Linked DNA regions of Mus musculus: regions 2 and 3 are each linked to region 1. The links are chromatin contacts, called in public HiChIP or PLAC-seq and promoter capture Hi-C maps. All regions are on one chromosome and are shown on one strand. The core of a region is the stretch at or near the end of the contact, and the rest is flanking DNA. Distances in the headings are between cores, read along the strand shown.

Region 1 (2,700 bases), core at 64-2,563:
AACCCAAACAAGAAAGCAACCCGGTTCCCTTTCATCACTCCACGTCTATTTCACAATTCTGAAAGATTTAACTGCTTATACATCCCAAAATCCATAACTCAATGTGGTTCCACCTCTCCATCTATACCCCTCCACTTCCTTATCCAAGAACACCACTCTTTCTTCACATGGCTGACTCCTACATCACCTTCAAGCTTCCACTCAGAAGCAAACTCTGACAAGGACCCATTACTGTGTGAGGTAAGGGTCCCTCTGAGTTCCCAAACCCACATCCCTGAATACCACATAGAAGACTGAAGTACACTATTTCAACCTTTTAAAAAAAAATCCCTGTGTCTAACACTGAATACATTCAAATAGAGCTCTGATAAGCTGAAATACCTTTTCTCTTTAAAAATATTTCATTTATCATTTTTTAATGTGCATTGGTGTTTTGCCTGAATGTGTGTCTGTGTGATAGTGTGTGTCAGTTCCCCTGGAACTGGAGTTACAGACAGCTGTGAGCTGCCATGTGGGTGCTGGGAATTAAACTCGGTCCTCTGGAAGACCAGTGATCTTACCCACTGAGCTATCTCTCCAGCCCCATTCTTTCTTATAACACTTTTCCAGTTTGATACAAACCTGTTTCCCCAATATAGTTCTTATAAGAAATCCTGTGAACCACTTCCTAGGTCAAAGCTTAAGTTTGGGCAAAGCGGTCCTTGTCCATCGCCAAAGTACTTAGACTCATTTTGAGACGTACGGGGATTTTAAATGCCATAAAACGACCACCATCACCATACGGTCTCTAGCTGGGCTCGGCCTGACAGCCATTGCTATATGTAAATACTCAGCAAAGCTGTCCTCAAACGCTCTCTCACTCACAAGCCCGGTCCAGCCAGCGGCGGCCATTTCCACTCAAAAACCTAGACAGGAAGCCTAGACCGCCAGCGGTGCTAGAGTTCAGTGCTCAAGCCCTAATGGCAGTCACCTTCTCCAGGGAAGCTCCTCGTCTTCCGGTTCGTTCTCTGTCACCGACCCTTCGATCACCGTTTCATCACTGTCACAGTCTGAGGCCTCGGCACCGTTCTCCATTTTCAGCCCCTCACTCAAGGGTTATTACTCTTCCTCTACTTCCCTCTTATCGGCAAGTGAAAGGACGCTACGTGGAAAGGAGGGAAATGAGAATTAAACAACAACAACAATAACTAACAAAGGGAAGGCGTCTCTGGGCGCCGAAGACGCCAAAATCCACACACAATAGGCAGCATGGTCGTCGAAGCTTGGTCACGCCTGCTCTCGCGCCCCACCAGAGCGCAGCCGCACACCACAGTGCTGCGCGCGCAACCCCAGAGCCCCACCAGGACCAGGAGCCCGAGCCCCGCCCCTAACACGAGGAAACCCCGCCCCTGGTCCCCCACGCCCCGCCCCCAGCTCCTGAGGCCCCCCCTGCCCCATCCACCGGCACTACTGACCAGGATGTGTAAAGGCCAGAAAGGCCGCCTTATGAATCTGGTCTGCTCTGAGATTCTGATCTACCAGAATGGGGTCGGACCTCCAAAGCTGCTTTGCAGCAGTTTGCTAATAACTTCTGATTGGATTATCTATACCATCCTGCACATCCCAGAGGCCGCAGCTTCAGAAGATTCTGAAGCCAGAATGTAATCTTAGACTCACAGGGTTTTACAGTCCACCAAGTGCCTTCTTACTTTTTAATCCCTTAGATAATACTTCTCTAAGTGTTCCCCTAAAAGAAATGTTTATCAAAGGTTTTCCGGTTCCCTAATCCAGTAGATACACATTTTGTATAATTCTCTCACAACTATAAATTACTCTGAAACACAGATTACGTAGGAAAAGAAGTAGAGATGCTTTTCCCCTTTATCAAATGTTAGAATAGTAGTGGTGCCTAGCAACACTCAAAAATGATTATTTTCTCAGTGAAGATCTAGGTTTTTGTTTTTGTTTTTTAATTCATTTGATGGCTTTTAAAAATGTTGCTACTCTCTTCCCTCCCTCTCTCCCTTCCCCCCTCCCTCCCTCTTCACAGGGATCAAACTTGGGCTGTCAGGCTTAGTGAGTGCTTTGCCACCACAGCCACCCTCTGAAGTGTCTTTCGCAACCTACCTGAGCGTTTTGTGTGGTTCTGGAGAGTGAACCTTGGGGCCCACTAGACAAGTGTCTACCACTCAGCACTGTCTCCAGCATCCTTTTGACTTTCTAAGTCAAGGTGTCACAGAGTTCCCTAGGCTGGCCTCCATGTACGTTGTAGCCCAGGCTGGCTTCGAATTTGACATGCCCCTGCCTCAGTCTTCTGCGTAGTTGGGATTAAAAGCCTGCATGCACTCCCAGGGCCACGCTTTATTTGAAGGTTTTTAATTCAAACTATAGTTGTACAACCCATGAAGACAATTCGGCCAATAATGACTATGATTGCCTGGTCATGTCTGAAGTCTTAGTCTGTGTGAGCACAATCAGTGATGTCCGTAAAGCCTCACAAGTGTTCAAGACACACATCACAGAGAGCGTCCATGTGCCACCTGAGGGCTTAAAGACTCGGGACAAGACTGGGTTTCTTTCTTTTCCTGGAATTTTTACGTGTGTGTGTGTGTGTGTGTGTGTGTGTGTGTGTGTGTGTGTGTGTGAGTGGTTTGTCAAGGGAGTGGGTGGAGCTAAGGTTTTCTGATGCCCTTTTCACACCTTACAGTGGCTCGTCAGTCC
Region 2 (2,700 bases), core at 93-2,592, 320 kb before region 1:
AGGTTTAATTGATGATCACTGGAGTGGCAGGTGACTCACATAGGGGTTGTATCTGGGTTCACCAACCCGATCCTCCTCATAAATTTTAAAGATGAATCCACTATGACAGCCCCTCGATTTCTATGCATGACTGCCATCATTTGTACTGAAGTTTTATTACTAGTGAACTCCCCTCAGGTTCCTTTCACCACGTCCTCTATTCTAAAGAAGCAACGATTAAAAGTAAGTAAATAAATACTTGAGCCAAATCTATTTCATACTAACTATTAATAATCCTTGTAATTACTTCATAGAACAAGACATGGTTTGAACAGATGTACCTATACATACGTCCTACAATGTGCTTTTATGAAAATAAATAAATAAAATTTAAAGCACAACAAATCCAGAGCCATTAGAAGATTTTCCTCCAGGGCTCACATGTGTGTATTATGCAACAACCAGCGATCCAGATGTTAATCCCTGCTGTGATGCAATGATAAAATACCCAAGGCATGGAGCCCATTTACAAAACAAATTTAAACAAGAATTACTATATACTCAAGAATCTTGGAATGAGCCATTCACAGTTCTGAGAGAATTACATTTAAACTCTTCCTTTGGGTGATCTTTTAGCTGCGTGTCTCCCAATTCCCTCCCAATTCCCTACAAAATCCTCGTAACCGCGGTTTAATTTGGGTTTTTAAAAGGACCGACTGAAGGGGAAAGGGAGACCGGCATCAGGTGGTTACGTTAGAGTCTACTTTTGATAAGATAGCCGCGTAAATTCCCAGAAGGGATTCATCTATTCCGTCATTCTTGCCCATGCACAATAATCGTAGTAAAATACGACCCAGATCCCGGAGCCACTAGCCACCCCGGACTCGCTCCATCCTCCCATCTCCGGTGGCACAGGCCTCTCTCTCTCTCCAAGCTCTGCGTGATGGGCGGCTGAGAACCCTGGGACGGAACAGCAGTGACCCGAATTCTAAGAGAAGCGAGGACTCCATACAATACCTAGTCCGGGTCGGGCGAGCAAGCCGAGAGGGAGGTGCTGCGCGGCCGAGCCCGAGCCCCACCCCCACGCCGCGCGGGTCCCGCTACCCGGAGGATCCCAGGTGGGGACACGGGAGGGGGCGGCTCGGCAGCCGCCGTCCCCGCCGCGACCCCGGGAGGGCGAGCGCGACATTCCCTCACACAAAATGGAGGCCGGCGCACCTGGGGTCGCCGCCACCCGAGGAAGCCCGCGGCCGCCCCGCGGCTCGGCCTCGCACGCCACGCGCCGCGCACTCACCTCAGCCGCGCCGCGGGGGCCCGAAGGCGGAGCGCGAATGACCGAGCGGCCGCTCCCCGCCGCCGCCGTTGCCGCCGCCGACCCCGGCACGCGCGGCTCGTCCGCAGCCCACCGTCCCTCCGCCGGCGTGACGCACTAGCGCCGCGGCGCGCCCACCGCGAATCCCCCCGCCCCGCCGGCCGGCCGGCCTCGTGCGCCGCGGCGCCTCCTCGCCGGGAGCCGCCCCGCCTCGGGGCCGCGGCCGCCCGCTCGCCCGCAGGTGCGCGCTGCCCGCTCGCTCGCCCGTCGCCGCCCGCAGCACGCCCGCTCGGTCGGGCCGTATTAAAGAGTGACCTTGGCTTAGCCGGGAATAGAAGCGAGTAAGCCGCGGGGGCCTCGCGCTGAGCGAGCCGGCTCCTTTAAGGTCGACCTGCGCGGCATCCCCGCCTCGGGCCTCTGGAAAAATCGCCCGGGTGGGTGCGGCCTCCGGACCTCCCGGTGGGGAAGGAGATGATGCTCTGCAAACCTGGGGACGCCGGCTTCCCACCCCACCCCACCCCACCCGACCCCGGACACCACCAGACCCCACTGCCCCCCAGGAGCGCGCCGGAGAAAAGAATTTGCACAAGCCCCACAGCCCAGATTATGCCTTGAGATAAGGAACCATCGCGGCCCTGCGCTGACCTTTCCTACGTGACAAGCTAATCTGACCCCGGAGAGCCTGCGCCATCCTCTCCTCCCCCTTCCCTCACTTCATCCCTTACGGGATCCAGGGCCTTTTGCTAAGTACTCGAGAAAAATAAGTTCACTGGCATTTAAAGGATGATAATTCTTTTTTCTTTAAATAATATATGCGGTAGTAGAAATATAGATGCACAGCAATAATTTTGGATTTTAAGACTTTTTTTTTTGCCCTTAAATTCTGAGAAATTCATCTAATAGCAATGGCATTATGGTTCAGTTATTCAGAAAAGCTTAAAATTACTCCTATTCCTGGGAAGTATTACTAATCACAACACTGACCTTTTAAAGATTCACTAATTGGTAACTTCAAAGAATGCTTTTTCATATAGATCTATTTAAGCCCCCCCTTTTTTTTTTTAAATATAAAGGCTTTTTCTTTTTTACCTCCAGTTGCACACAATCAACCTTACATCTGTTGTGTTTATTTACAATAAATTATTACTAGAAATCTTGAGTTATATACATTTACTATTTTTAGTGGAATTTAACAATGAATTAATATCCAAGCAAGAATTTTGAATAGTTGGATTCCAACCATAGCTAATCATGAATGAGTAAAGTTATATAATTCCTGGATTATCATTTCTAGATCTGTTTGCAAGTAGGAGCCCCCAGGATAATCCCAGTGGCCACTTTGTAAAATTACTTTTGTTTTTCCGGCTCTGGCATCCCCCCCCCCAGGTGCTGCAGTAAAGACTTATTAT
Region 3 (2,700 bases), core at 60-2,559, 360 kb after region 1:
GGAACAGTGAAGTGTCAGGAGAAAGATGGGAGGCAGCCAGAACACCGGAATTGTGTGGAGAGCAGTATGAGGGTCACTGGCCAGAAGGGGGCAAGGAAGGCCCCCAGCATGCAGATCAGGAGGCTGCCTTGACACCCGTGACAGTTTCAGCTGCCCCTGGAGCAGGCCTCAATTATAGTTTGCTAAGAAAACAATTGAGATAAAGACACTGAAGAAGAAGGGAGAGATGCAGGGAAAACCACAGAATAGAAAGCCAGGGTGCAGCCAGAATTGTGCAAAGGGAATTTCTCTTTTATTCAGCATTGGTATGGTTCCAGAGGATAAGTAAACTAAGTCTGAGCTGTGACTGTCTTTCATTAAGCCATGCAGGGAAGATAAAATAGGCATGGATCTGCATCGAAGAATGAACACTTCACTAGTCTCAAATCAACCACTGTGGTAATTTGATCCGTTTTAATTTTAATTACATTTTCCCTTATGACTTGTTTGCAGACCTGGTAGGCAACCAGAGTTGGGAATTGTGGATTATTTTAGTAACAAATGAGCTGGTATGATCAGACGCCAAAATTGTTTCTTAAAAACATATTGCGGTCAGAAAGCGATCGGACTTTTGGAAAATACGTTATCTGCCATTTATCCCTGCTCTTTGCAAACAGGCAGGAGAAATAACGTGAGACGAAAACAGTAGCATTTCTTCAGTTTCTGGGTTCAGAAGAATGGTGCTTTAGAGGGTGACACGCACCATTCCACTACATTCTCGGCACTCTTTAACCTAAGCTGAAACCACAAGATACTTTGAATGCTTCTCTTTGCTACTGGTACAACTTAACTGAAAAGCGGACTCGGGGAATTCAAACGCAATCTCTAAGAGGCGGAGAACGAACCAACGTGTAGCTGGCCGCAAGGTGACTTCTCCCGTCTTAACTGCACGCAAAGAGAGGGCGAGCACCAGGCCCTTCCAAGTTTTCTTTCACCATCCTCCAATCCGGCCCCATTTAAATCTAATTCTTTCTTAATAAAAAACAACGTTCTGTTTGGCTATGTCCCCACGTCCTAAAGAACAGGACCTACTTAGTTCGCATCACTTGTGTCTTCTCTTTCTGGCACCTCCAGGGACGATGCTCCCAATCCTGCCAGGGAGGAACCGGCCTGGGCGCCGCCACCGGGATCCACCGTCTCGGCGAAACCTCGGCTCCTGACTCGCTGCGACAGACGGCGTCGCCGCCGCAACCAAAGCAAGCACAGCGGCTCCCCTAGCAGCCACTTGACAGTTTCAAACTGAGGGCCCTGATGAAAGACAGCCCTAACTATTGGTCCACAGCTTCAGCAATCTTAAACTTGATTGGTCCGTGGTAAGTGGGCGGAGCCCAAGGTATCTCCGCGGGACAAGCCGGAAGTAGGAGATTTACAGGCAAAAGCCGGCCCAGAGTTCCCAGAACAGAGCGCATGCTCGGTGCTGCTCTGTGCCTGAGGACTACTACGGGGCGGCACTGCAGACAAATTTAATTATCTTCGCAAATCTGTGAAAGCTGAGTGCTGTTTATTTTCAACAATGAGGATGACATAGGCATAAAGCCTCGAGATTTCGTTTCATGCACAGATAACAGGCCGCAAGGCCACTGGCCCGGCAGCTGCTCTCTTAAAAACACAAATGTCCGATGCCCTCTATTGATTTCTTTAGTTTTGGGTTAGGGAGTTTAACGAATAATGTAATTATGAGGATGAGGGTATAACAAACTGCCAGCCTAAGTTTTTTGTTTTTTGTTTGCTTGTTTGTTTGTTTTTGACTTGCAACTCCAGGGCATTTCCCTTGGTTTATTCTGTGTGGGGTATTCAAAAATTTAAACATAGATCCTAACTTTGGTGACATCTCAGCTAAAATAAAATACAGAAGGCTAAACAGGGAGAATCCAGTGTAATTCACTTCTAAATCCATAGCAACGTAATTTAATACTGTAAAATTGTTTACTATCACAGACCCAACAGATAATTCCCAAAGTAGCCCTTGGCAGCTACTTTAAACCAACATGACTGAGTCTAACCAGCCTAAGTTTTACTGATGACCTAACTGCTGTAAGCTGCAAACAGAAACTTTTGGTGGAATATCGCGACCTTAAAAGACAGAACACAATTACAACTTAAAACTTGGCTTTAGTAAGTACTCATTAACACCTTCGGTAATGCTACCCACATAATACGGTCTAGGGAGATAAAATGAGTTAATATATTAAAACAGACATTTCGGACCCCAGACTAGAAAAGAATAATCTGTTCGATCCCCCCCACCCCTTTTGTAACCTACATGATGTCACTTTCTTTTTTCTGTATACGGAAGTGGCACAGCTGCAGCCTCACCTACTTCTGTTTGTCAAGAGTTAGACTTTTATTATCTTTTAAAAGTTATGCTCTCTCTCTCTCTCTCTCTCTCTCTCTCTCTCTCTCTCTCTGTGTGTGTGTGTGTGTGTGTGTGTGTGTGTGTGTGTGTGGTGAGGGGAAATAGTCTCTATTTTCACCACGTGTGACCTGACTTGGGGGTTGAACGCAGGTCATAAGGCTTGGTGGTAAGTGCTTTTACCCATTGAGCCATTTCACTGGCTCTTATATTTGAATGATAACGAAGAAGATCACAAAAAATTTTTGTTGGCATTAGCTGTGTTGATTTCCTCCCCTAAGCTTATTTTAAAAGACAAATTACTACCA

The links. Promoter capture Hi-C pulls out the DNA fragments that hold promoters and counts their contacts. HiChIP or PLAC-seq counts read pairs in DNA pulled down with a chosen protein or histone mark.
Region 2: an HNF4G HiChIP or PLAC-seq map of pancreatic cancer cells shows a contact between it and region 1, with 17 times the contacts expected there. The contact joins the promoter of Fam169a here to the promoter of Ankrd31 in region 1. A contact is called at or near these places in 3 of 39 promoter capture datasets (the 3T3-L1 cell line, embryonic stem cells and hippocampal neurons), 30 of 484 Hi-C or Micro-C datasets (the AML12 cell line, the G1E-ER4 cell line, the HL-1 cell line and 15 more), 10 of 115 datasets of contacts at active chromatin or transcription factors (acute myeloid leukemia, astrocytes, bone marrow-derived dendritic cells and 6 more) and 2 of 9 other capture datasets (macrophages and pancreatic islet).
Region 3: a contact with region 1 is called in a promoter capture Hi-C map of stem cell-derived epiblast-like cells, with 3 times the contacts expected there. The contact joins the promoter of Poc5 here to the promoter of Ankrd31 in region 1. A contact is called at or near these places in 2 of 39 promoter capture datasets (embryonic stem cells and stem cell-derived epiblast-like cells) and 1 of 115 datasets of contacts at active chromatin or transcription factors (bone marrow-derived macrophages).

Annotation. Positions count from the first base shown.
Region 1 is chr13:96,746,906-96,749,605 of GRCm38.p6, reverse strand. Ankrd31 (ankyrin repeat domain 31) reads right to left here and starts at 1,313. Exons shown (of 26, transcript NM_001370928.1): 1 at 1,239-1,313; 2 at 971-1,141. The coding sequence starts at 1,074.
Region 2 is chr13:97,070,285-97,072,984 of GRCm38.p6, reverse strand. Fam169a (family with sequence similarity 169, member A) reads right to left here and starts at 1,342. Exons shown (of 13, transcript NM_001100458.1): 1 at 1,274-1,342.
Region 3 is chr13:96,386,903-96,389,602 of GRCm38.p6, reverse strand. It overlaps Poc5 (POC5 centriolar protein), which reads right to left and starts at 1,309. Exons shown (of 13, transcript NM_026173.3): 1 at 1,072-1,309.